6 separate regions of the Mus musculus genome follow, and all the other regions are linked to region 1. The links are chromatin contacts, called in public ChIA-PET and HiChIP or PLAC-seq maps. All regions are on one chromosome and are shown on one strand. Each heading gives the region's core, a stretch centred on a gene start, on an enhancer-like site or on the middle of the called end of the contact. The rest is flanking DNA. Distances are from core to core; before and after follow the strand shown.

Region 1 (3,770 bases), core at 577-3,076:
TGGCAATAATTAAAAAAAAAAAAAAAGCCCACCAAGCACTGTTGAAATGGAAAGCTGAATTAATAGAAGACTGTGATTACTAGAGGCCATCAGGTGTGTTGGCCTATGGATGGAGCATTAGAACACTTGAAAGGTCACCTCAAGATTTGGCCATCACCCTGTATGACCTGTCCAAGCATGGGGTGGAGGAATAGATCAGATGTCCAATAAGACATTCTGAGTCCATCAGACCCAAGCTCATTCTCACATTGAATTTGATTATTATACATGCTTATTTTCTCTTCTTCTGCTTGAAGATCTCTCTACCTGTTGCAATGTGATATAGATTTTAGTCTTTACTGAAAGTGCTCGCTATTGAAAAACATGGCCCTAAGTTCCACAACTCTGGTTCCTGGCTTCTGGAGTCTAAGTACAATAAAACCCAAACACCTGTTTTTGGAAGGGGCCAAAGACAGAGTCAGCTCTTTATAAAGCTTCAAGCTCCTAACTTTGTCCCAGACTCAGGTCATTTTATTCCCTCGAAGGTTTGGGTGAGTGGGTTATGGCCGGCTGTTCTGGGAGAAAAAGTTAGCTGCATCTATATGGAAATTGTTTCTATGATGTGGGGGTCAGCTTTTGTGGAAGAACATTAATATCCTATGTTCTTAATGTTAGAAGAAGAGGGCTGGAGAGATGGCTCAGAAGTTAAAAGCTCTTCTTACTCTTACAGCGGACCTGGGTTCAATTCCTAGCCGCCCCCCCCCCCCCCGTCCTACAAGCCACTCATAACCCCAGTTCCAGGGGAATCCATCAAATGTCACAGGTGCACATGCACACATCCAGGTAAAACATTCATACACACAATGTAAAAGAAAGAAAGAAAGAAAGAAAGAAAGAAAGAAAAAATGTAGTAGAGCCCAACAATAAAAACCAACAATGTTAGGAGCTCCATTCAAGCTGTAGAGACCTTCAGAAGTTTGGTTTCTGGTGGGGAAGGGTTATCCTGATCTTAGGGATGTCATCTTGGGTCTTTTTCATGGAGACTTCACTTGCCAAGTCATTTCCTCTCCCTGTACACTAAGCACTTTCAATTACAGACACTCTCTTTTGGCTCTGAGCTTGGATAAATGCTACCTTGTTAGCTAATAGTACCATTAATTATATTAATGATTAATAGCTAATTAGTCATAATGTGGTCATGCTTCTTCCAATGGAGCCTTCCTTTCTTGCAACAGTTCTGGGACTCTAGCGCACGCGCGCACACACACAGACCACACAGACACACGCACGCACGCACACACTTCCCTATTTCTGGCCACAGGATGAGCCCAGCAGTCCATCCTGTTTGCTTACCATACTGGCGGTCTCTAAATCCCCCTAGTTGTAATCAACTATCCCATTTGTCTGGTGGATGGCTACTTCTTACAAGTGTCGCCCCTTCTATTTCTGTCACTCACTGACTGCTCTCTACTAACAAGGTGGCCAGCAATTAGGGTTTTTTTCTTTTTGAACCGTATTCCATAAGTCAAAGATATCTACTTCCAAATCTCACTCTGACCCACTTTTCCACTTTCTCCCCCCTTTGCACTTTTACGTTTTCTTATTTCTTAGGATCTCAAACCCCCTGCCCACAGATACTTCGTCTTCTGCCTTCAGGCTTCCTTTTGAAAACCACGCCCCCACCCCCTTAAGCGTCGCGCATGCGCAGCCCACGACTTTACCTGGGCGCTCGGGAGTGGGCGGAGTGGGCAAGGGCCGGGGGTGGAGCAGGCAGCCGGCGGTTATCTGCTCGGCTGAGCGCTCACATTGTGGCAGGAGGGAGAAAAGGTGCGCCCAGGCCGAGCCGAGGGCCGCGCATGCGCGCCGACCCCCATAGCCGGGGATGGGGTGTGTAGGGGGGGGAGGTGTCGGGATCCCGACCGCGCGGGGGGGAGGGGGGGGCGCGTGCAGGGGCGTGCGCGCGCGCGCGCTCCCGCCGGCCTCCCTGCCCCCTTCGCGCACGACATCCCTACAGCACACCCCCTCCCCCGCCGCCCGCCCCGCGCGCCGCCCGCTCCGCGGCCCCGCTCGGCCTCGCGCGCTCGGAAGGGAGTCGCGAGACGTCGGAGCGGCGGCCACGTAGCGCTGCGGCGGCGGCGGCGGCGGCGGCCGAGGCCGGGTCTGAGGATCGGCCCAGAGCGCAGACGTTGGGCAGGGGGAGGGGCCGGCACGGCGGGCGGTGGGGACTGGAGCGACGCGGCGCGGCGCGGCGACAGGCCCCCGCCGCGGGGATGGGCCGCCGAAGCGGCGGTGGTGGCGGTGGCGGCGGCGGCGGCGGCCCGGGTGAGTAGGAGCCCCTTCCCCGCGCTCTCGCCTCCCGCCGCGGCGGCGCCCTGGCAGCCGCGTTTCCTCTGCGCCCGGCCGGGCTGGCGGAGCCGGAGGAGCCTGCGCCGAGGCAGCTGCGTGCGCTAGGCCGGAGCAGCCCCCATCCGGCGGGCAGGCCCCGGGCGCTGCGCGTCTGCCGCTCTCAGCTTGGCCCGGGGTGCCGGCTCCGTACCCCCGCCCCCTCTCCCCAGCTTAGCTGCAGTTTTGCAGCGAGTGGGTTCGCCTCGAGGCCTGACGGGGTGGCCGGGGTGCACGGGTTAGTAGGCTGAGGAGAGCATTCTCTTGCCCTGCAGCTGGTGGCTTGCACCCACTACCTCCCCCGCCGTGCGGTTGCGCCCAAACCTCCAGCCCTCGAGAGTATTGTGGCACCAGGAGATAACACGCATGTGATGTACACTCGCCACCCGCAGCACCACACTCAGCCCAGTGGGCGATGCAGACCTTTCTCCACCCTCACTTCGTCCACCCCTCCAATCAGGCTTTACTAAAGAGTCCCAGGTCGGAGACACCAAAGAGAGGGATACCCCTGTTACATCTCTATGAAACATGTTCGTTGTCGAGGGATGACTATTGTAGAAATGATAGATGTCTCTGCTTTGCCTCGAAGTCAGTCTTTAGGATTTAAGATCCTGTATGCTCCTCTTTGAAGCGGGCCGGTCTTTGATTACATCTAGCTCATCCCTCCCCCAACAACAACATCAGGAACACGCGCGAGCACACACACACACACACACACACACACACACACATATATGCACACGCACACTCGCACACTTCCTGATTGCGGAACGGCCCCTGTCATTGCGGATCCATTGTCAGAAGTGGCTTGTGCCAATCAAAGGAATGTGCCTTTGGAGGAAGATGTTTTTTTCACAACCAAGCTACAGGATGTCAATCAGTCTTTGGTTCCCCTCCTGGATCTTACCCATGTTTAAGCACCTTCATGGTGTTTCCCTTAATGGCTTTTCCAGCGCGCTCTCAGTATCACCTGAACGACGTTCTCCCCCGACCTCTCCCACCTCCAGTTAATTAGATATCTACTGCACACAGTAATTTCATCGGTTTTGTTGTTGTTGTTGCTGTTGTTGCTGCTGCTGTTGCGGCGATGTTTAACATAACAAGGCATAGCCTGCATAAGTAGTGTAGTCTTTTGGGATGAAGGTCTATGTACTTTTTTTCCAAACGATGGTCGGGGCCCTGTTGTTCTGAGAAAGGCAAGGAGCAGTACATGCTTTGTTGACAGCATGTATGTTTGCTTAGGAAAGGAAATCTGCTCGGATGTGGCAGGTGATGTTCCCCGGTGGGGCTGGTCTGTGGTGGGGTATGTGGCCTTAAGTCAACGGCTTGCTTATTTGAATCACCACTGTGCACATGTGTTCACATAGATACTGTCTTTAGTATAAAAGATTCACAGCAAAATTAAACTC
Region 2 (3,770 bases), core at 919-3,418, 420 kb after region 1:
TGAGAAAAGAGAATTGCAGGCCAGCCTGCGCTACATAGTGAGACATTGTCTTAAATAAAGAAACAGACAAACAAGAGGCAAAACTCCAAAGTAAAGGACCCTCTATACATGAAAGGGGATTTTTTTGTTTTTCTTCTTTTGGTTTTTTTGAGACAGGGTTTCTCTGTGTAGCCCTGGCTGTCCTGGAACTTACTCTGTAGACCAGGCTGGCCTCGAACTCAGAAATCCGCCTGCCTCTGCCTCCGAGTGTTGGGATTAAAGGCGTGTGCCACCACTGCCCGGCTTTGTTTTTCTTCTTTAGGAGACGGACTCTTACTAGGCTCAAGGAACTCCTGCCTCAGCCTCCCCACTAGCCAGATTCTAGCTACAATCCCCATTCCCCCATCCCCCGTCCCCGTCCCCTCACCCCCCCATCCCCAGCTTGAAAATATGTTTTAGGATGTTTAGAGACTATTAGAAATGGAAGCAACTTATATGACCAGCAATAAGGCAAGGGTTGGTTCTATGGAATGTTTCCTAGCCATTAAAAACCAGGAACCAGCTGGCCATTGATGTGGCTCAGTAGGTAAGTGTGTTTCACAACAAGCCTGACTACCTACCTGAGGTTGATCCCAGAACCCACATAATAGGGGAACCAACCCCCACAGGTTTGTTGTCCGCTAACACACACACACACACACACACACACACACAGACAGAGAGAACAAAAATATACCTAGGGACATGCAAACGCGCCTTTATGATATATTATGTGGGCAGAAAGAAGGTGCCAAGATGGTTAAAATGATGTCAGAATAATTACAATTAGAATTTAAGAATTCACAGCCAAGGCAAAGATGCTTTGGTAGAGTAGGTGAGCCACAGGTGATGTCTGCCCTCCCAGCTTTAAGGCCTCCTTTATTTAACATGATTTCAGCAATAAACTGAAAGATAAAGATATTCATTTTTAAAAGCTTTGATCCAAAGGATGTGTATGAGCAGGGCAGGCAAGTAGATGGCAAAAGGCCTGTGGACACTAAAGGAGAGAGAGAGGCTGGCATGTGGGCACTAAAGGAGAGAGGCCTGTGGGCACTAAAGGAGAGAGAGGCTGGAGTGTGGGCATTAAAGGCGTGGAGGTTGGTGGGGAGGAGAAGGGAGGAGGTGGGAGCCTTGTGAAATGGGCCTTATGGCCATATGAGCCTTGGTGTGAGGGCTGTGATCTGAACGGGGCCAGGAAAATCTGGGTTAGGCAGAGGCAGAGGCAGAGGCTGAGGCAGAGGCAGAGGCAGAGGCAGAGGCAGAGGCAGAGGCAGAGAGGCAGAGGCAGATGGGGCAGAGGCAGAGGCAGAGAGGCAGAGAGGCAGAGGCAGAGGCAGAGGCAGAGGCAGAGAGGCAGAGGCAGAGAGGAAGAGGCAGAGGCAGAGAGGCAGAGGCAGAGGCAGAGACTGTACTCCTAAAGAACTGTGAAGGCAGAACGCTGTGTGTGTGTGTGTGTGTGTGTGTGTGTGTGTGTGTGTGGTGTGACAGAGAGAGAGAGAGAGAGAAAGAGAGAGAGAGAGAGAGAGAGAGAGAGAATGAGAGAGAGAGAGAGAGAGAGATCTCAGCAGTTAAGAGTACTAGTTTTCCAGAAGCTCTTAGTTCCATTCTCAGTATTGTTGGGAACGGACATCTGTTGATTCACAGCCGCCTGTGCATCTTATTCGTGCCTGCATCTTGCCTTGTGGGAAGTCGAATGCAGCACTGTAAGGGTTAACAGAACTCAGCCCACCTCCACTGCCCCCTCGGGACTCAGTCCCTCAGATAGAAAGGCTTGAAGCTGAGTTCTGAGGCTGTCTCCAGGCGCACTCTGACTTTAATAATAAGATTGTTTACCAGGTGGTACAGCGCATAGCAGCAGCTCGGCCTCTTTCAGAAAACCCCAGATGGCCAAAACCAAAGCTAGGGTTGGCTAGGTGAGTCCCCAAGGTCAGAGTCTTTGCCAAAGGTGGAACTAGCTCTCTCCCTGAGCGTGCACCAAGCGCGCATTTGGAGCGGGGAGCATTTTTTATAAACTACAACCAGTTGTTTGGGAACGGACATGAGCAAGGGAGGAGCGCCCCCTTCAGGTGGACCCACACAACTGCTGATCGCTCTGCCTTCTCTCCAGGGAGGACTGATGTTTCCCCAGAGCCTCCTCCAGGGCTAGGAAGATGCTACAGTGCCTGACTTCGGAAAGTGAGGAAGGGGCTGAAGAGAGGGAGGAGAGTTCCACAGAAGATCTGGAGGAGCTAAAAGAATTTGTCACCCTGGCTTTTGTGAGAGAGAACACACAAAAGAGGCTCCAGAACGCACAGCAGCATGGTAAGAAAAAGAGGAAGAAAAAAAGGTTAGTATTGAAAAACGAGGAGTTTCGGGGCGTGTGTGTGTGTGTGTGTGTGTGTGTGTGTGTGTGTGTGTGTGGTGTCGGTGTTGATAAGAGCAGGAAGGGCCCAAGGGAAGAAGGTCTTGGCTGATGAGAGGAAAAGGGGACACAGGGCTTGTCTCCTCTGGCTCACACCAATTTCAGTGTTCTGTTTTATGGCATCCCATAATAGTGTGCATAACCTCGAATCACACCTTGTACTTTTCCTTCTATTTGTGTTTGCAATGCCTTTTAAAGACTGGGTGGAGAGGGAGCTCCTTGCTGAAGGAGCAAGGAAAAAATTTCCCTTCCTAAGCGCAAGCTCCCGTGTGTCCTGGGAATTTCACATACTTGCAGTGTAACAGGACCACAGTGACTTGCCAGCCCCGGCGGCTGGCAGCTGCAGCTTGCGCATTCCGTTTCTGGGTTAATACTCTGCTTTGCCTTGTAAGAGAGTATTGTCTATCTTCTAAATGGCTTCCCTTAGTGGAAAGGGGGAGACAATATTTTAGTAAAAAATATGTGCCTTTTAAAATTTCTCAAACAAGCAAACAAACCCCAAAATAAATAAATAAAATAAAATTTCTGTCCCCAATGGGCTGATGGTGTAAAAGTACAGGGACCACTGGGAGTGTAGCCTAGTGTCTAGTGCCTCACTTTCAGGCAGGAGGCCCTGGGTTCAAGTCCCATCACTGACAAAATTAAAAAGGGGGTTGAGGCAATGGTGTTAACACAAAATCGCAAGCAAAGGCAATTGTAACACATGGAGTAACGGAACTGTGAGGTGCATGGCTTGGTGTGGCCACTGGGACACATGTGTCTGGCCCCAGCCCTGTGTTCTGGCCTGGGTATCTGTCTGTGTCTTGCTGTCTGCCCTTTTCTCTTTTCCAGATGATTGGTGATCAATCTATCTAACTGCCGGTATGACAGCGGTAAGTATCTCTGTTCAAGGGGTCTGTGATGGAGACTGAAGGGTGGGGAAGGGGCCAGTCCTGGGCATGCCCGAGGGTGATAAACAGGGTCTCAGAATGCTTGGAAGTCTCCTGAAAATCACAGGGGCATTGTGCACAGCCCATAGTCTTGCGTATTTACGTACATGTTTGTTGACAGGGCTTCACTGTGTAGCTCAGGCTAGCTCAAGACTCAACTATGTCAAATGCTGCCCACCCCCAGACCCCCACCTGCCTCTGTACTAGTTTATCTCACTGATTAAGCCTGGTTATGGTTAAGGATTAGTTTGCATCCAGGGTTTAATGTTTGGAGACAAGCTAGAGGACTCTTTCCTGGGAAAGGGAAGCCAGGGTGAGTCTAACACTCACCCCATGTAGCCTCAGATGTACCCTTCAATAACACTATTCCCCACACTCTTTGCTCCATCTACAAAGACATTCCAGTCCCAAGGAGCCAGCTC
Region 3 (3,770 bases), core at 568-3,067, 360 kb before region 1:
TACACAAATCCCGTTGCTCTTTTCTGGGTAAAGTCTCTTTGGAAGGGATAGCATGATGGAACTTCCCCCCGCCCCTTCCAGTCTAGTTCTTTTGAGTTTCTTCTCCCTGTGAAGGTTTAAGTTAGCTGTGGCTTAGTGTTGAAAGAAATGTTAGTCAGGACTGGGGTTATAGCTCATCGATAGAGTGCTTCCTTGAGTTTCAGTGCTAGACAACAGAACAGAGAAAGCCCTCTCACTCCATTTCCAAAGTAACAGCTGGGATAGATGGGGACTCCGTGGGCCCTCCATGAAGGTCCGTAACCCCCCCAATAGACATATAGATGGGGTCTCTGTGGGCTCTCCATGGAGGTCTGTAACCCCCGGATAGTCATATTGGGGGTTTCGGTTTCACCACAGCTTCTCTTCCAAAACCCACATGTCCCGAGTTAAGCAGTGAAGTGGCCCCAAACCACAGGGAGCTCATGAGGCCATCTACACTGTTCAATCCCAGCACACGTCCAAAAATAGAAAGACAATCCCTGTGAGGCTGTTTGCAGGAACTTCCCCTCCGTCCTGCGAATCAGTTCTTGGGGGAAAATGTTGTATTTTGTTCTCCAGGTGGACACCCCAAGTGGACAAGGCAGGGTAGGAGCCCCCAGGGTCCCTCAGGGTCCCTCCACACTGCCCTGGCTTTGCCTGCATCTCATCCCTGTGTGAAGCTCATTGGTTACTGAACAAAAGGAAACAGACGCGTGCCTATGAGCATGGAGAGAAACCAGGATCCTTGTAGCGCTGTGCTGCTTCGCGGTGAGCATGCATAGCTTTTGGCTTTGTGTTCCCTCAGCTGGATGTTCTTATTTCCTATAGCATATTTGTCATGAGGGCTATTTTCTCTTTAAAAGAGGGGATGGGAGAAGGCTTCAAAGTCTGATGGCATGAGAAAGTGACTCATGCCTTGTTTGTTGAACCAGCTAGTTGTTGAGTTTTTTGCTGGGTGTAAAATTATGTCTCCATTTTGGAGATGTACTAGGAAGGCTAGGCACATGCTGTCGGTGGGATTAAGAGCATCTTCCCATCCCAGGTTCCTCCCTCCTACCTGGCCTGCAAGACAGCGAAACGATGAACTTGTCCCTCCAGGTGCCCAACCCGAAGGCTTGGGTCTGAGCTGATTGCTCTCTCCCCTGGCCAAGCTGAGAAGAACCAGAGATGTCTCACGCCCTACATTATCTATAGTCTTCATCCTGAGGACTCTCACCTCTCCTTCGAGTTCCTATGCCAGGGTTAGGCTTGAGTTGATTTCAAAGGAGAGGTCTTAGGGGGAGGCAGAGACGAACTGGTGGCCCTTCTGAAAGCACCTTTGCTGGGGGTGGGTGTGGGTATCCCCTGCCAGTGTGCCTGGTGTCAGATAGCTGGCATTGATGGAGCAGTGGCATCAGCTCTCCCCTCTACTCCCCTGCCAGTAGCTTCTTGTCTTACTCCTCTCCCATCAGCAGAGACTATCAGCGCGTTGATGCTCAGTGGGCACTCATACCTACTTACCAAAGGCGTTATCTGCCGTGTGTGCAGTTGGCTCCGTTGACACCACCTGACTGCTGGGCCTCTCCTCTCTTAGCCCCTCTCCCTGGAGCCATAACAAGTGTAGCAGTTGGGAGACAGGGCCAAGTGGCTCTGGAAGATAGCACCTAAGGCTTCTTATCTAGTAGGTGCTGTTTTGTTTTGTTTTCTCCATTTGCTGTTGCCCAAGAACCAAAGCATCCGCCACTGCTCAGCTGTGTGGTGAAATGGTCTGGCCTGGTGCCAGGGTGCCTCGCCAGGTGGCTGAGCTGTGGAGGCTGCTGCATGCGATGGGCCGATAATACCCCATGGTGCTGTAAACAGGACACCCCACCCTCCTGCAGACACCCAGCCCATGCCCCAGTGCTGGCTGCTTTGTCATTGCCTGTCATGATACTGGCTTGTCTTCTCTGATACAGGAGCCGATTGTTCTGTTTCTCTCCCAGGTTCCCAAATCTGAGAGGGGCGCTTTCCAGAAATAAAACCAGTTCATCTTTCAGCCACAAGCAACCGTTTTGACTTCTCAACACTTCCTATCCTTTAGCTGTAATCACACGAGTGCAGGACAGCGCCCATTCCCCACATCTTTCCGGTATGCCCATAAGCACCCACTTCCCCCTCACTTGTGGGTCTGCTAGGGGATGCTTGTGAGCCGCGGAGCTTAAGCCCTTGCTCATCAACAGCTGCCAATGCCCAAGTCTCTAAGAAGCTTTATTGACTTTTGTTTGTTTGAGACAAGGGATCACCCTGTAGCCAAGGCTGGCCTGGAACTCCTGTTCCTAATGCCTCTGCCTTCCATGTGCTGGGACTACAGGCACGTATCCCTTGCCTACTCCTTTCCGCACACTTCTCTCAGACAGACAGTATCCAGGAGAGCAGTAGGCTGTCCCTAGTAAAGGACAGTGAATATACAGTAAATTCAAGTACCTTGCCAGGCCTGGTGGACAGGCCTGTAATCACAACTACTGAGGAGGCTAGGGCAGAAGAAATGGAAAGGCAAGGCTTCCCTAGACTAAAGATTGAATTCAAGAATACCCTGGGCAAGGTAGGGAGACCCTGTCCCAAAATAAAAAGTAAAGAGAGGGCTGGGGCCATAGCTCAGGAGTAGAGTGCTTGCCTGGTGTGTGTGAGGCCCTAGGTTCAATCCCCAGGCCTGTGATACACCTGTAGAACCTTCTTGCAACAGACTTCTCAGTAGTCGTCTCTTTCTCCACCTCCTTCCCTGTATCTTCCTCGGGAATAAAAGCATATTTGCATTTCTTTTCTCTTCAGAATCCCTAGGAGGCAAGGTGGACCAGATTGGGCCCTGCTGGCAGAGGGAAGGCAGATCCGTGAAGATGGTAGTGTTGGCTGCAGTCACACTGCAGTGAGGATAGGACTGTCAGACCTATGCTGTTTGGATAGCCCCTCCTAGGTATCAGCACTGTGCCTGCTAGTCTGCAGCCTCTTTAAGGATGGCACAGGATAGCATCGCTATCTGGTTTTGGCTTTGGTTTGTCCTTAGGGGAAATTGATGCCTTGGGTTAGCAGCTCCCACTCAGTTTTGGTGCCTAAAACAACAGGTGCTTGCCAAACCATTTTGGGGGATGCAGTAGGTTAGTTTGTTTTTGTTTTTGTTTTTTCCCTAGTCGAAAACCTAATCTTTTTAGAAGTGCCCTCTCCTTTATTTTCTAGGCAGGAGAGAAACATGGCATTTTAGTCTCCTCAGAGGGGTTGGGACATGCCAAGAATTTGGGGATTTGGGAGGGGCCATGGAGCCTTGCTAAGGGCTCTGAGACAGGAGGTAATTCTACCTTGTGGCTAGCTAGGAGCTGAGCCAGCACTGGGATGTGGCCGCTGTGGAGATAAGGCTGGAGCCCAGCTGTGACCTCATCTGCAGGGGTGGGGAAGCAGGTGGGACCTGCAGGTGGGCTGAGCAAGGTCTTTGCAGGTCTGTCTGCCAGCAAGGGAGGCAGCGCAGCCCTTCCTCATTCCATTCTCTCCTTCCCTCCGTTTCTAGCTTTTTTTCCTTTAATTTTTTTTTCCTTTTTTCCCATTTCTGTTATGTTTATGTATATATGGAGGAACAGGTCACACAGCTTTTGTGATCAGTTTTGATCCGAGGCAGCTGAGTAGAATGAGGTATCAAGGGGAATAGTGGTTGGGTCTCTTACCGATTCCAGGATTTTGCGTATTTCCTGGAACCTGTCTGTCAGTACTGTGAGTGAAATACCATTCAGTTCCCTGTTGTGGAAATC
Region 4 (3,770 bases), core at 667-3,166, 330 kb before region 1:
CCCACTTCACAGCTGGTGCTTCCTAACCAAAGAACCCCCCTGCTGGTTATCACCATTGATCTCACCTGAGGAGACTCAGCCAGGTGGTGGCGGCGGCAACCGCACACATCTTTAATTCCAGCACTTAGGAGGCAGAGGCAGGTGGAGCTCTTGAGTTCAAGGCCAGCCTGTCTACAGAGAGTTCCAGGACAGCCAGTGAAATCCTGTCTTGGAAAAAAATAAAAAACACATGGGGAAACTCAACCCAGGTCAAGTGAATTGTTTGAGGTCCCAGTTGGAAAATAAAAGGCAGAAGTGGAATCCAGACTCACTGTTTGGTTCCCTGGAAGTGTCTGTCTGCTGATTCACTAGAATAAACCAAAGGCCAAGAAAGTAAACGTATAGTGACTCCCAGAAGGAGACACCAGGAAAGGGACAGACCCTATTTTCTCTTAGTCCTCCTAGCCTTGAAAGATGTCTGGCTTGTCCCCAAAGCCTTAGTGAGTCAGGTCCCCAGTGATGGGTGTGGTGCTGCCTGCCTTTCCTTCCTTTGCCTGAGGACGTGCCAAAGGAGCAAGCCTGCTTAGAGGAAAGCAACCCAAGACCCACAACTGCTTGACAATTGGGACTGTTATTAGGTAGGGGACTTGGTGACCTGGTGTTAAGTCTTGCTTTTGCAATTCTAGCAAAGCAGGTGAAGACCCAACTGTTAAATCAGGGAGAAGTCCATGGATGAGACCAAAAATAGGAAGAGGTGTGGTGTGGTGTGGTGTGGTGTGGTGTGTGTGTGTGTGTGTGTGTGTTGCTTCATTGGAGAGTTGGAAGGTCTTGAAGAAAATTTACTTAAGAAGTTGGAAGGGAGCCAGGCAGTGGTGGCGCACTCCTTTAATCCCAGCACTTGGGAGGCTGAGGCAGGCAGATTTCTGAGTTCGAGGTCAGCCAGGTCTACAGAGTGAGTTCCAGGACAGCCAGGGCTACACAGAGAAACCTGTCTCGAAAAACCAAAAAAAAAAAAAAAAAAAAAAAAACACTCGGAAGGGAGGTAAAGAGAAAAGGATTGTAAATTCAACATTATTCTACATAGCAGATTCGAGGACAGCCTGCGCTACATGTGATTATGTCTTTTGTTGTTTTTTAAAAGGCATTTCAATAAATTGAATTTTTCACCTCGAAGAGGTGAGGAAATACGATTAGAGTTGAGAAAATATGATGACTAATACTCCAAACTTGCACAGCACACTTAACAGTTTATAAAACACTTTGGTAAACCTTAGCTCATTTAATCCTCACACCGTTCAATGAGTGACAGGGTGGTTATTACTAATTACCCCTCGTTTGCAGAGCGAGAAAACTGTAGCTCGGAATTTAAGCAACACGTGATGTGCTGCCTCTAAGTGATAAGAGCCCTGACCTATCACAGAGCCTGCCCGGTGGCTCCCTGCCCAAAGAAGAGGACCTGGACTTCTTAGCCAGGTCTTGAACACAGGGTAGACAGGGTTGGAGTCGCTAACGTTGGGCAGCGGCTAGAGGGCGCTACGGCTCTATGAAGCGTTCTTGGCGTTAGGACCCAGCCGAGGCCTGACAGCCAACTGCAAAAAAAAAAAAAAGCCTTTAATTCTCTTCTGGCCTCACCGCCTCTTTCTCCGCCCATCTGTCTATTTTCGCTCTGCGGAGCCAATTGATAACATCCACATACTTATACGTCATCACTATACGCCGCGTAATCGCCTAGGCCTCCCCACCGAGCTCCAGCTTGTAGATGTCCTCGGCGTTGCCTGATCGGAAAAACCTAAAAGAGGAGACAATAACCTCGATATGGCTGGCTTTCCTGGCCACCAGGAATGGAGCCAAGATCTTAAAGCCTTCCTTCTTTCCTAGAACGCTCCTGCCGGGGCAGGAGGCATTTCCCTCTCGGAAGCTCTGAGCTGGCATATCTGGAGGTAGCTGCTCCGGCCTACGAGCCGGCGGTCGCACGCAGCTCCTATGAGGTCCCTGCCGCCGGCCGGCGATGTCCGCCTGGAGCTTTCGCCTTCGCCGCCGGTACCGCTACCTGCTCTGAACGGATCTTCGGCCGACTCGTCCGTGCGTCTCATGGCCGCTAGTAGATCCCTGGTGCCTGATCGGCTGCGCCTGCCGCTCTGCTTCTTGGGTGTCTTTGTCTGCTATTTCTACTATGGGATCCTGCAGGAGAAGATGTGAGCAGACCCTTGAGGGGGCAGGACTCCTAGCATCCCCCAGCCAGGGCCGGAATTCAGTCTCCACCATCCATTTTACGGTCTAGTCTTCAGGCTTCCTGTGTCTGGTACAGGGTTTTCTCTTCTCCGGCTCGGCCCTCTGACCTTTTTTTGCACCCTGCTATTATACATTGCTAGCTGAGCATCCTTGTAATTCTAAAATTTCAGGGCCGGCCTCTGGAGTTTTAGAACGCGATTTTTTTTTTCCCTTTAGATATTTTTACTTTTGTTGATTCCAAGAGTGCTCCGTGACCTGAGCCAGGTCTTATTTTATTTTATTTTTAGAAAGCCCCGAGGTGTTTGCAGACCGTTAATCTTCTTGCTCTGGGTCTTGCCTTTTTTTTTTTTTTTTCTCCTACGGGGGATACTTTTGTTCAGCTGTCTTGACTTTTTTTTTTTCTCCTACCTGTGTCCTTTACGGATATTTTTTCCTTAGGCTATGGTAGCAGTAGGTTGGCGTCTACTGTTTAGACTTAGTTTTTAGGCTTAAATCAAATCGTCTCCTTTGGGTAAATGAGCTCAGTAATCCTTCCTAACTCTAACTACACCCACAAAAGCATGATACTTCCAAAGCTCTCAGTGGATCTGAACATACTTGATGCCACCGAGTAGCACACACTAATTGCTTTTTTATGTGTTTCGTCTTAGCACAAGAGGGAAGTATGGAGAAGGACCCAAACAGGAGACATTCACCTTTGCCTTAACTTTGGTTTTCATCCAGTGTGTGATCAATGCTATGTTTGCCAAGATCTGTGAGTACCTCATAGTAATTTGTTGGGCTCACTCTCCTTCCTCCCATATTCTGGGCATAGACGTGGATTCATCTTTAAAAATCAAAGTTTTCCCTACCTCCACACCCTTGAGTATTTAAACAGCTTCTCTACAGACTGTAAAACCAATGGCTGTGAAATGAGATTAAAATATTAGGCCTCTAAATTATACCAACTTTTTAGTTGGAGACGACTGGGCCGTCTATATTCCAAATCCCCATTGAAAGCCCTTAGAACATTTTCCCCTTTATCCCTTTGACTTCGCTTTGTGTGTCAGCTTCAAACATGTCTTTGTTCCTGTCAGTAGAGTTAAGCCATCCTTTCTTGAACTCAGTGAATCTCTCCCTCCACTCAGCATGTGGTTGTGTTAGGCTTAAGGGGAACTGGGACGATGAATAATTTTCAGAGATTTCCCAGCTTAAGAGGATAGAAATAGCGGTCTTACTTGACAGGCAAGTTCCTTTCCTATGGCCTCAACTTTTTGCTTAGTGGTCCATCCTTGCCCCACCGGGTTTCTCTTGTATGTTTTGTTTGTTTTTGTTTTATTTTTTGTCTTCTCCCAGTGATCCAGTTTTTTGACACTGCCAGGGTGGATCGCACTCGGACCTGGCTCTATGCTGCCTGTTCTGTCTCCTATGTGGGTGCCATGGTCTCCAGCAACTCAGCCCTGCAGTTTGTCAACTATCCAACTCAGGTGAAACCTCAGGGTGAGATGAGAGTTGGCTCAGAAATTGTGTGGACAGGACTAAGGGGATCTTCCCTCCTCTTCCCCTCAGGTCTGTGACTT
Region 5 (3,770 bases), core at 834-3,333, 290 kb after region 1:
GATAGAAAGTTATAAAAAAAAAAAAATCACCACCACCATTAGTTTGAATTCTCCATATTTAAACTCCCATACAGAAAATGGTCCCAGTCCCACACTATGAACTAACTCCACAGAGTTCCTGCTCTATTGATTTTTTTTCTCTTTAATTTTTCAAGTAATGTCTTTTAGCCCACCCCAATCCCAAGTTGTTGGATTTCTTCTAAAGCTATAAAACAACCACTACACGATCCTAGCCAATCTCTCCCAGCCCCCAACATCCGGAGTTGGGGGTGGGGGTGGAAAGGCCAGTAATGGGTTTGTTCCACTGGAGACGCTATGGACCCCTAAATATTACTGTTTCCCAAAAGGAACTCTTTTCCTACCTTTGTTTTTTGGGGACTGAGTGTTCAATCTCTAGACGTTTTCCTTGCAGTTCTACTTTCCCTGAAGATTTAAAAAAAGAAAAAAAAAAGAGATGAATGAGTGTAAAGAAATGGGGGAGGGATGGGGTGGAAGGGTGAGTAAGGGACATTAGCTAAATTCTAGAGTTCCTGGGGCCTCCTAGAAATCCAGGCACCAGCTGCAGAGGCCTGTGGGGGGAAAGGTTGCTCCGGGTTTGGTAGAACCCGTAATTTCGTTGGGTTTTTTTTTTTCTTCAATTTTTTTCGTTTTATTTCCATTAATCACGTGGGCTGATTGAGCAGCCTGCTCAGATTTGGGAAAGGTGTGAGCGTTTGTGTGAGCGCGCTTGCTTCGGCGGCTCCAGAAGTAGAAGGAAGGAGACAGGCGAAAGCAGGATCGTTTCGCGAAGTGGGGCGGGAGTAGAGAATTAAAACTTTATTTTCCAGCAGAGCCACGGTGAAGGGCTTAGGCGACCAGGCCGGGTCGGGGCCACAGGGCTAGCGGAGGGCCCCCGGGGCGGCGCGGCCCGGGGCGGAGGGTCCCTCGCGGTAGCCGCGCGCCTCTCGGCCCAGCCTCGGCGTCTCGGGAAGCAGCATGGCGACCCGCCGCCGCCACCGCCACCGCCGCCGCGCCACCCGGCTCACGCCCCACTTTCAAATCAAAATGGCTCAAGCCCCAGGCCTTGGGCGGGAGGCGGGAGCCCCTTCCTCCCACGTCCTGCCTCAGGGCTTAGTCCCTAGTTAAAGCGGGAAGAGCTGAGGTGCGCGAACCCCCATCCTGGAAAGGCCCGGGACGGAGGGCAGGGGCTTTGGGGGTGCTCTAGCGCATGGGGGGCTGACTAGGGGCGGGGGGGAATCGGGGAAACCACGCCTATACCCGAACCCCAGTGTTCGTGAGACACCCCCACCCCCACCCCCACCAGTTGCCAACCGGGGCTCCCGCCCCGTCGGTGGGGAGGGGTGTAGGGAGCCGCCACGAGCGCCTCGGGCTGGGGGAAGGGGTGAGGAAATCCCGAATATCTCCGCGCCGGGAGAAGGCGTCGAGGGAGGCCGGGCGAGGCTGGGGACCGAAGACGGAGGCCGAGCCCTCCCGGACCCGGGAAGAGTTGGCCGGCAAGGAAAAGAGGAGCTGCAGGTCCCCGTTGTTCCGGGATTTCGTGTGTGTGTGTGTGTGTGTGTGTGTGTGTGTGTTTTCCGGGGAGGTGGCCGCGCTCTTACCCGAGAAAGTTTCGATGGCCTTCATCGCCCAGTGCTCGTCGGGGCAATCCACGAAGGCGTAGCCGGATTTGACCAAGAACTGGCCGCTGTAGGAGATCTTGTGCTCCGCGAATACTTTCTCCAAGTCTGCGGGGGTCACACTCTCGTTGAGGTTGCCGATGTAAAGCTTGTTCATGGTGGCGGTGGCGGGGCAAGGACACGGTTCCAGGCAAGGCCGAGCCGGGCGGGCGCGGGCGGAGAGCCTCCTAGGCCGAGAGGCGTGGAGACGGGCGGCGGGAGCCGCAAACTTTCTACGCACCCCACCCCTGAAGTTGTCCGGAGCTCCGGGCGGGTGGGCGGCCTGAGGGCACGCGGGGGTCACGGGAGAGTTTGGGTGAGCCCGGGAGAAGTGCCCGCCGAGTGCAGGGGAGGCTGACGACGACGCGGCGCGGCTCCTTCCCTTCGGTCCGAAACCCCTGCGAGCGGGCTGGTGTGTCACGTTTCTCCGCGGCCGCCCTGGCGCCGCCTCTAAATAAAATCGACTTGAAAAAAAAAAAAAAATGGAGCAGGAAAAAAAAAAAAGGCGAAGCCACGTGGTGACAGCCCCCACCCACCCTGCAGGGAAAGACCCCCGACGCCACCGGGCCCCTTGGCCCTCCAACCCGGACCAACCCAACAGTCTCCAATCTTGGGGGCGGCACTCAGCGCACCCCACGGGTAAACCAGGAAAGTGGAAGCAGAGTTCCCCCCCCAGCTCTCCTATCCCCCTCCCCCTTTGCAAGAACCTGGCCCCTAAAGCGGCGCCCCGCCCCCACAGCGACCTGCACGGGGGGGGGGGGTGGCGGGGGGAGGGCGGTGGCGACCCAAATCCCCCCAGTTCTTAGGAATAAAATGTACGGTAATTTTTTTATTCGTTTTGTGGAGACTGGGCTGCCCACCCCACCCCGGCAAACTGCTAGCGACTGACAGGCGGGGGACTGCCGAGACAGACAAAGAGAAGCTGAGGACTCTGGGGTCTTCAGGAGGGGGTCGCAGGAACCGGTTATTTAAAAGGAAAGACGCCTTTCCTCTACGTTTCTAAGTAGGGGGTCACTGTCTTTCCCGCTACACCGCTAGACTTCGCTGGCCTCCCGGGTCCTGATTCAGGGGACCCTGAGAGCGCGGGATCGGGAAGCTGCGGACACGGGACACGAGAGACAGCGCCTGAAAACGAGGGACCCGCAGGAAATCATGTTTCGGGATCCCCACTGGAGAAAAGCTGGCTTGCACCCAGTCCAGCTGCTGGATGACAACACTCCAGCATCCTTGGGGGAAAGCCTGCACGACCCGGCTCGAGAGCATCCTCGAAGATCAACTGGGTGGGGGAAAAACGACGAGGGGTGGTCGCACCACCGATCGACCCCGAACCGGAGGGGTTGGCTTCAGAAGGGAGGGACCGGGTTGAGCTCCGAGGTCCCCCTCGCCCTCCCCACGCAAGGAGCGGACAGGTGGCGTCGCCCGCCTGCGTCCGCTCTACCCGCGATGCACTGAGCGATGGTCCATGCGCAGGCTGTGGGTCTCAGAACTTAGTTTTGGGGTGCTGGATTTTGGAAGGCCGCCGGGGGAGGGGGTGCAGAGGCCCCGCCCACGTCCCCAGGTCAGCCCGGGGCGGGGAGGGGGTAATTTCCGCTCCGCGCTTGAGGAAGCGAGCAGCGGGGGAGGGGGCTGCGGCCCTCCCCCCTCCCCGTGGGGAGGGGGAAGTGGATCCGCCCAGGTCCCTTCCCTCCGCTAGGACCGACGCGTTCCGGATCCTCAGGCTCCGGGAGCCCGAGGGAAAGACCGGACTGGGCGAGGGGCGACACGTGGGCGGTCGCACCCCGTCTGTGAGGTGGGGGAGGGGGCCGCGCGCTGGGAGTCCCGGACGCGCAGCGGAGCGCGGGACGCGTTGCACACTCAGTACCGGGATCCCCGGCTCTACGCGGGGGACACCCGAGGTTCCAGCGGCTGAGGCTGGATCGACGCCAGAGGGAGGTGGAGAGCGAGGCACGGAGACCCTGGAGAAGCCCCCTGCCTGGCCACCGCGGAGAAGGGGCCGGCGACAACACCCCTAGAAAAAGGGATGGTCCTTGAGCCGCTCGAGTCTGCAAGTGGGAGGAGGGTTGTCGGGGCACGCGTTTGAGAGGGCAGGTGAGGAAGGGGGTCACTCTCCCCTTC
Region 6 (3,770 bases), core at 759-3,258, 270 kb after region 1:
GGAGGTGGCATTAGATAGTGTTTGTAAAGCGCTTAGGAAAGACTTGGGGTGAATTCTTAAAGTGTAACAATAGATGCATCTATGAATGGCTAAAGTTCTCCAGAGTGATCAACACACAGCGCAGCATCAGGACCACCTTTTTTCTCCCAGGTGACTATACTATACTTACTCCATCCCAGCTTTCAAATGGCTCTGAAAAAACTGATTTCCCTTGAGGAATGCAGGTTCAAGGCTAAGGTCCAGAGTGACCCAGAGAGTCTGCTCACCACCCAAATCAATACCTTAATCTCTGAGCTTAAGACATTTAGATTGACTTGATGGGTTAGTCAATTGTCATTTAGATCTCTGTGTGTCTTTGATCCCGTACAAACCTTTAGTTCAAAGACGAGATCCAGGGCGGAGATCCAGGGCGTTGGAGAGATGGCTCAGCGGTTTAGAGTACTGGGAGCTCTTCTAGAGGAGCAGGATTTAATTGCCACCAGGCCCAGGATGAGTTACAACCTTCTATAATGAGGGGGATCAGATGCCCTCTTCTGGCCCCTACAGGCACTGCATGCACAAGGCACACAGGCATACAGGAAGGCAAAATACCGGTGTAGTGTACCCAAGGTGAGAGAATGCTGAGTCACGTATGCTCAGTGGGCTACCAGAAGAGCTGGCATCAAGCTGTGGGGTGGGGCAAGCAAAAAGGAATGCAAGGCCCTAACAGTGGGTGTGTTGGCCTTAGTTGTCCTAGGCAGTCCCTACCAAAGCAGGGTCTAGTGTAAAATAGAAGGGTCTCTGTGATCCACTGAGTCTGAAATTCTGAGAGCGACAACTCCTTGTTGACAAGCTACAGCAGGGAAAATCTGGGAATGACATAGCTAAAAGAGTGGAGCAGTGGTGTCCCCGGCTCCTTTAGCTATGTCACCCCTGACCCAAACCCAACCTCTTCCTCCTCAAACTCAGCACTCAAGAGGCAGGGGCAGGCAGATCTCTGAGTTCGAGGCCAGCCTGGTTTACACAATGAGTCCCAGGATAGCAAAGGTTATACAGAGAAATCCTATCTTGAAAAAGAAATAATAAAAAGCTAAAGGAAAGGTGGATCTGTTTGAAGGAAAACCTTGGTGGTTTGTGAACTTGACCTAACAAAGTTAGAGTAGATACAGTGAGGATTGGAAACAGTCAGCTGAGTCTGGAGGCTTGAGCCATGATTCCAGGCTAAAGCAGGACTGATGCACGCACAGGCCAGTCTATAGAACAGTAGGCCAGTCGGAAGGTGGCGTTGCAGTGATAGAAGAGGAGGGGAAGACAGACAGACATAACTCCACGAGTACAGCATTTGTCTAGCAGACACAAAGTCCTGCGCTCAAGTCCCAGGACTGCACGGATAGATAAGCCTGTCGACCCTCTGTAATCCCAGCACCCACAGTACTGGCAGGAGAACCACAAAGTCAACACCCGGTCCAGCGGCGTGAGGCGTGCTCTGTGTCAGACACACACGGGAAGCCAACAAGCCCATTGCTGAGTCCTTAGACCCCATTCCACCAGGTACCAGATCCAAGGACTGGCCAAAAGGCAGCTTTGGATCTCCCTGGTAAGGGTTTCTCACAAAACACCTTTGCTAACCAAATAGATACACCGAGTATGTTCAGATGGGTGAAGAATCTGGGAGAAAATGAACAGTGCCCAGCCCCGGACACCTCCCCCCAGGAAGTCCTTCTGGATAGAGGGGAGATGAAGGCAGCCTGCCTAGGAAGAAACAAGGCATACAGCAACCCCAGAACAGGAGCCTAGTTTGAAAGAACCCATTAGTGCAATCCCAGGTCAAAGGCCAAGACTTGCCTGTCCAAACTCTGATTTGGGGCCTTCTATTCAGTATGGCAGGAGCAGGGTGGTAGCAGTGAAATCTAATCTCTGCAAGGATGTTTGTTAATCCATATCCAGAAAGCAATGGCAGGCAGATTGGCTGGAATGTCTGGAATGTTCCAGGAGCGGGAGGGGGAGGAGGGCAGGTCTACCCAACCAATGAAAGAAAGACATCCCAGCAGCCCTCCCTCACCCTCTAGGGCATACACACCCCATCCTGGGAACCCACTCTAGGCTCCTCCCAGACTTCCTTCTCAGCAAAGCCCCCAGCCCTGATTAAAACCCAAGGGGATAGCCTGGAAGAGGACCTTTGTCTTCTAAGCCTGGCTTTCCACTGAGCCTGGTGCTACCTAATTCCTTTCAGGCCCAAACCGCACAGGGCACTGCTGGGACCTGTAACCTAAATTCCCTTGCTTACATTACAACCCCTTTGGATAACTTACTCATCCCACCTATGAGAGGCCCAGAGTTGGCTGCGTTAGGCTGGTGTGCTGAGGGCTTACAGTGGCTCTAAATCTGTGGCTTACAACTCTTTGGGGATCCACAGACCCTACTTACTTACCTACCCTTTCACAGGGGTCGCCTAGGAGCTGATATCAGGACAGAACATTACGGTTCATAACTGTAGCAAAACTAGCTACGAAGTAGCAACAAAAATAATGTTGTGGTTGGAGGTCAGCACAACCTTAGGACCTGTATTAAAGGTCCCAGCGTGAGGAAGGTTGAGCTGGCTTAGAGCTCCTGATGAGTGGGAGCACAACTCACACTTCCCAGGGGTTTCTCCTGGTGGGAGCTAAGTCCAGCAAGCCCCTGACAGTATTCTAAAGGAGACCTGGAGGTAGAGTGGAAGGGGCGGTGACAGTCATTGCTGAATCTAAATAAATGTGTTCACAATGACAGAGAAAGAAAGTCTTCCACTCCTCCATCTCTGCTACATTGACCCTGCTCCAATAAACCCGGGTCTACCAAGGCCAGGCTGAGTAGTGGTTATGTCCTATAGGTAAAAGGGCACCACACCTAAGCACTCTTAGTGCCGGGAGGGCCAAGCCCAGCTCCAGCAAGGAGAGAGAACCAGCTGCCCTGACCCTCTAGCAGCTATAGCGCCGCCAGCAGTGGCCATTAAAGGCAATGGTTAGAACAGCCAAAATGGTTCCTAAGTGCAAACAGCTTTCCCCTGTTCTCTGCTCGCTCTGACCCTCAGAGATCCAGCCTGGAGGGCAGCTCAACAGACTCCTGCTAACCAGGAAATTCACCTGGGGATGTGAGGACACCTGGGGATGTGAGGACAGGGAGGCCAAGCAGGGGAAATATGCCAGGAGAGATTTAAAGAGGCAGAGAGACAAAAGAACAACGCCATACACCCATCACACCGCCATACACCCATCACACCGCCATACACCCATCACATCGTATACACACATGGGGGTGCTTGGGATTAGGAGTATCTCTCCCGGGTCCATTTTATAGAACTGTGTTCATTTTATAGAAATGTGCTACCGGCGGCTTTGTTTGACAGCCCAGGGCCGAGATTAAAATACGCCATGAGTATCCTGTCTGCATTTCATAATCACTGAACGCCAAAGCCAGGAGTAGAACCAAAACTCCATCTACTTTTTTGTTTTGGGTTTCGTTTGCTTTTTGAGACCTGTTTTTTCTGCATAGCCCTAGCTGCCCTATGTAGACCAGGCTTGCCTCGGCCTGGGTGTGCTGGGTGGTGCTGGGATTAAAAGCACGACTCACTATACCCAGCCTGAAGCAGATCTAGTTTTCCAGATGTATAGTTTTACATTTTGTTGAAAGGCCATTTTTCTAGCATACTAGAAACACCAATTAAGATAATATTATCTTCTGTTTTGGTTTTGAAATGAACTTCTATACACTGGAATTACAGGCAAAGATGAGCTACAATGTTCGGTTCTACA

What was found. ChIA-PET counts read pairs in DNA pulled down with a chosen protein or histone mark. HiChIP or PLAC-seq counts read pairs in DNA pulled down with a chosen protein or histone mark.
Region 2: a contact with region 1 is called in a FOXA1 HiChIP or PLAC-seq map of pancreatic cancer cells. The contact joins the promoter of Ttll6 here to the promoter of Zfp652os in region 1. A contact is called at or near these places in 6 of 39 promoter capture datasets (the 3T3-L1 cell line, 3T3-L1-derived adipocytes, cranial neural crest and 3 more) and 2 of 115 datasets of contacts at active chromatin or transcription factors (extraembryonic endoderm stem cells and pancreatic cancer cells).
Region 3: a contact with region 1 is called in an RNA polymerase II ChIA-PET map of memory CD8 T cells, with 23 read pairs. The contact joins the enhancer-like site here to the promoter of Zfp652os in region 1. A contact is called at or near these places in 7 of 39 promoter capture datasets (3T3-L1-derived adipocytes, cranial neural crest, embryonic stem cells and 3 more) and 1 of 115 datasets of contacts at active chromatin or transcription factors (memory CD8 T cells).
Region 4: a contact with region 1 is called in an RNA polymerase II ChIA-PET map of effector CD8 T cells, with 16 read pairs. The contact joins the promoter of Slc35b1 here to the promoter of Zfp652os in region 1. A contact is called at or near these places in 2 of 39 promoter capture datasets (hippocampal neurons and maxillary cranial neural crest), 1 of 15 datasets of contacts at CTCF or cohesin (the NIH/3T3 cell line), 1 of 484 Hi-C or Micro-C datasets (embryonic stem cells), 5 of 115 datasets of contacts at active chromatin or transcription factors (astrocytes, effector CD8 T cells, embryonic stem cells and 1 more) and 2 of 9 other capture datasets (adipose tissue and embryonic stem cells).
Region 5: an H3K27ac HiChIP or PLAC-seq map of extraembryonic endoderm stem cells shows a contact between it and region 1. The contact joins the promoter of Igf2bp1 here to the promoter of Zfp652os in region 1. A contact is called at or near these places in 2 of 39 promoter capture datasets (3T3-L1-derived adipocytes and fetal liver), 1 of 15 datasets of contacts at CTCF or cohesin (the NIH/3T3 cell line), 3 of 484 Hi-C or Micro-C datasets (the G1E-ER4 cell line and embryonic stem cells) and 10 of 115 datasets of contacts at active chromatin or transcription factors (astrocytes, embryonic stem cells, extraembryonic endoderm stem cells and 4 more).
Region 6: a contact with region 1 is called in an H3K27ac HiChIP or PLAC-seq map of extraembryonic endoderm stem cells. The contact joins the enhancer-like site here to the promoter of Zfp652os in region 1. A contact is called at or near these places in 4 of 39 promoter capture datasets (3T3-L1-derived adipocytes, the HPC-7 cell line and pre-B cells), 1 of 484 Hi-C or Micro-C datasets (embryonic stem cells) and 6 of 115 datasets of contacts at active chromatin or transcription factors (astrocytes, embryonic stem cells, extraembryonic endoderm stem cells and 3 more).

Annotation. Positions count from the first base shown.
Region 1 is chr11:95,710,928-95,714,697 of GRCm38.p6, forward strand. Zfp652os (zinc finger protein 652, opposite strand) reads right to left here and starts at 1,827. Exons shown (of 2, transcript NR_045780.1): 1 at 1,701-1,827.
Region 2 is chr11:96,131,618-96,135,387 of GRCm38.p6, forward strand. It overlaps Ttll6 (tubulin tyrosine ligase-like family, member 6), which reads left to right and starts at 2,169. Exons shown (of 15, transcript NM_172799.4): 1 at 2,169-2,344; 2 at 3,254-3,291. The coding sequence starts at 2,169.
Region 3 is chr11:95,355,069-95,358,838 of GRCm38.p6, forward strand. The region is part of intron 1 of Fam117a (family with sequence similarity 117, member A); the gene reads left to right. Among named protein-coding and RNA genes, the nearest start is that of Fam117a, 20 kb to the left of the region's middle. Within about 2 kb of position 1,818, at least 145 of the 459 cell types and tissues checked have an H3K27ac peak or open chromatin away from gene starts, as enhancers often do. A contact at or near this core is called in hippocampal neurons, liver and memory CD8 T cells, where this site is marked.
Region 4 is chr11:95,382,940-95,386,709 of GRCm38.p6, forward strand. Slc35b1 (solute carrier family 35, member B1) reads left to right here and starts at 1,917. Exons shown (of 9, transcript NM_016752.3): 1 at 1,917-2,174; 2 at 2,862-2,965; 3 at 3,547-3,677. The coding sequence starts at 2,071.
Region 5 is chr11:96,003,861-96,007,630 of GRCm38.p6, forward strand. It overlaps Igf2bp1 (insulin-like growth factor 2 mRNA binding protein 1), which reads right to left and starts at 2,084. Exons shown (of 15, transcript NM_009951.4): 1 at 1,599-2,084; 2 at 363-423. The coding sequence starts at 1,773.
Region 6 is chr11:95,980,678-95,984,447 of GRCm38.p6, forward strand. All of the region lies in intron 2 of Igf2bp1 (insulin-like growth factor 2 mRNA binding protein 1), which reads right to left. Among named protein-coding and RNA genes, the nearest start is that of Mir3063, 19 kb to the left of the region's middle. Within about 2 kb of position 2,009, at least 105 of the 459 cell types and tissues checked have an H3K27ac peak or open chromatin away from gene starts, as enhancers often do. A contact at or near this core is called in embryonic stem cells, extraembryonic endoderm stem cells and pancreatic cancer cells, where this site is marked.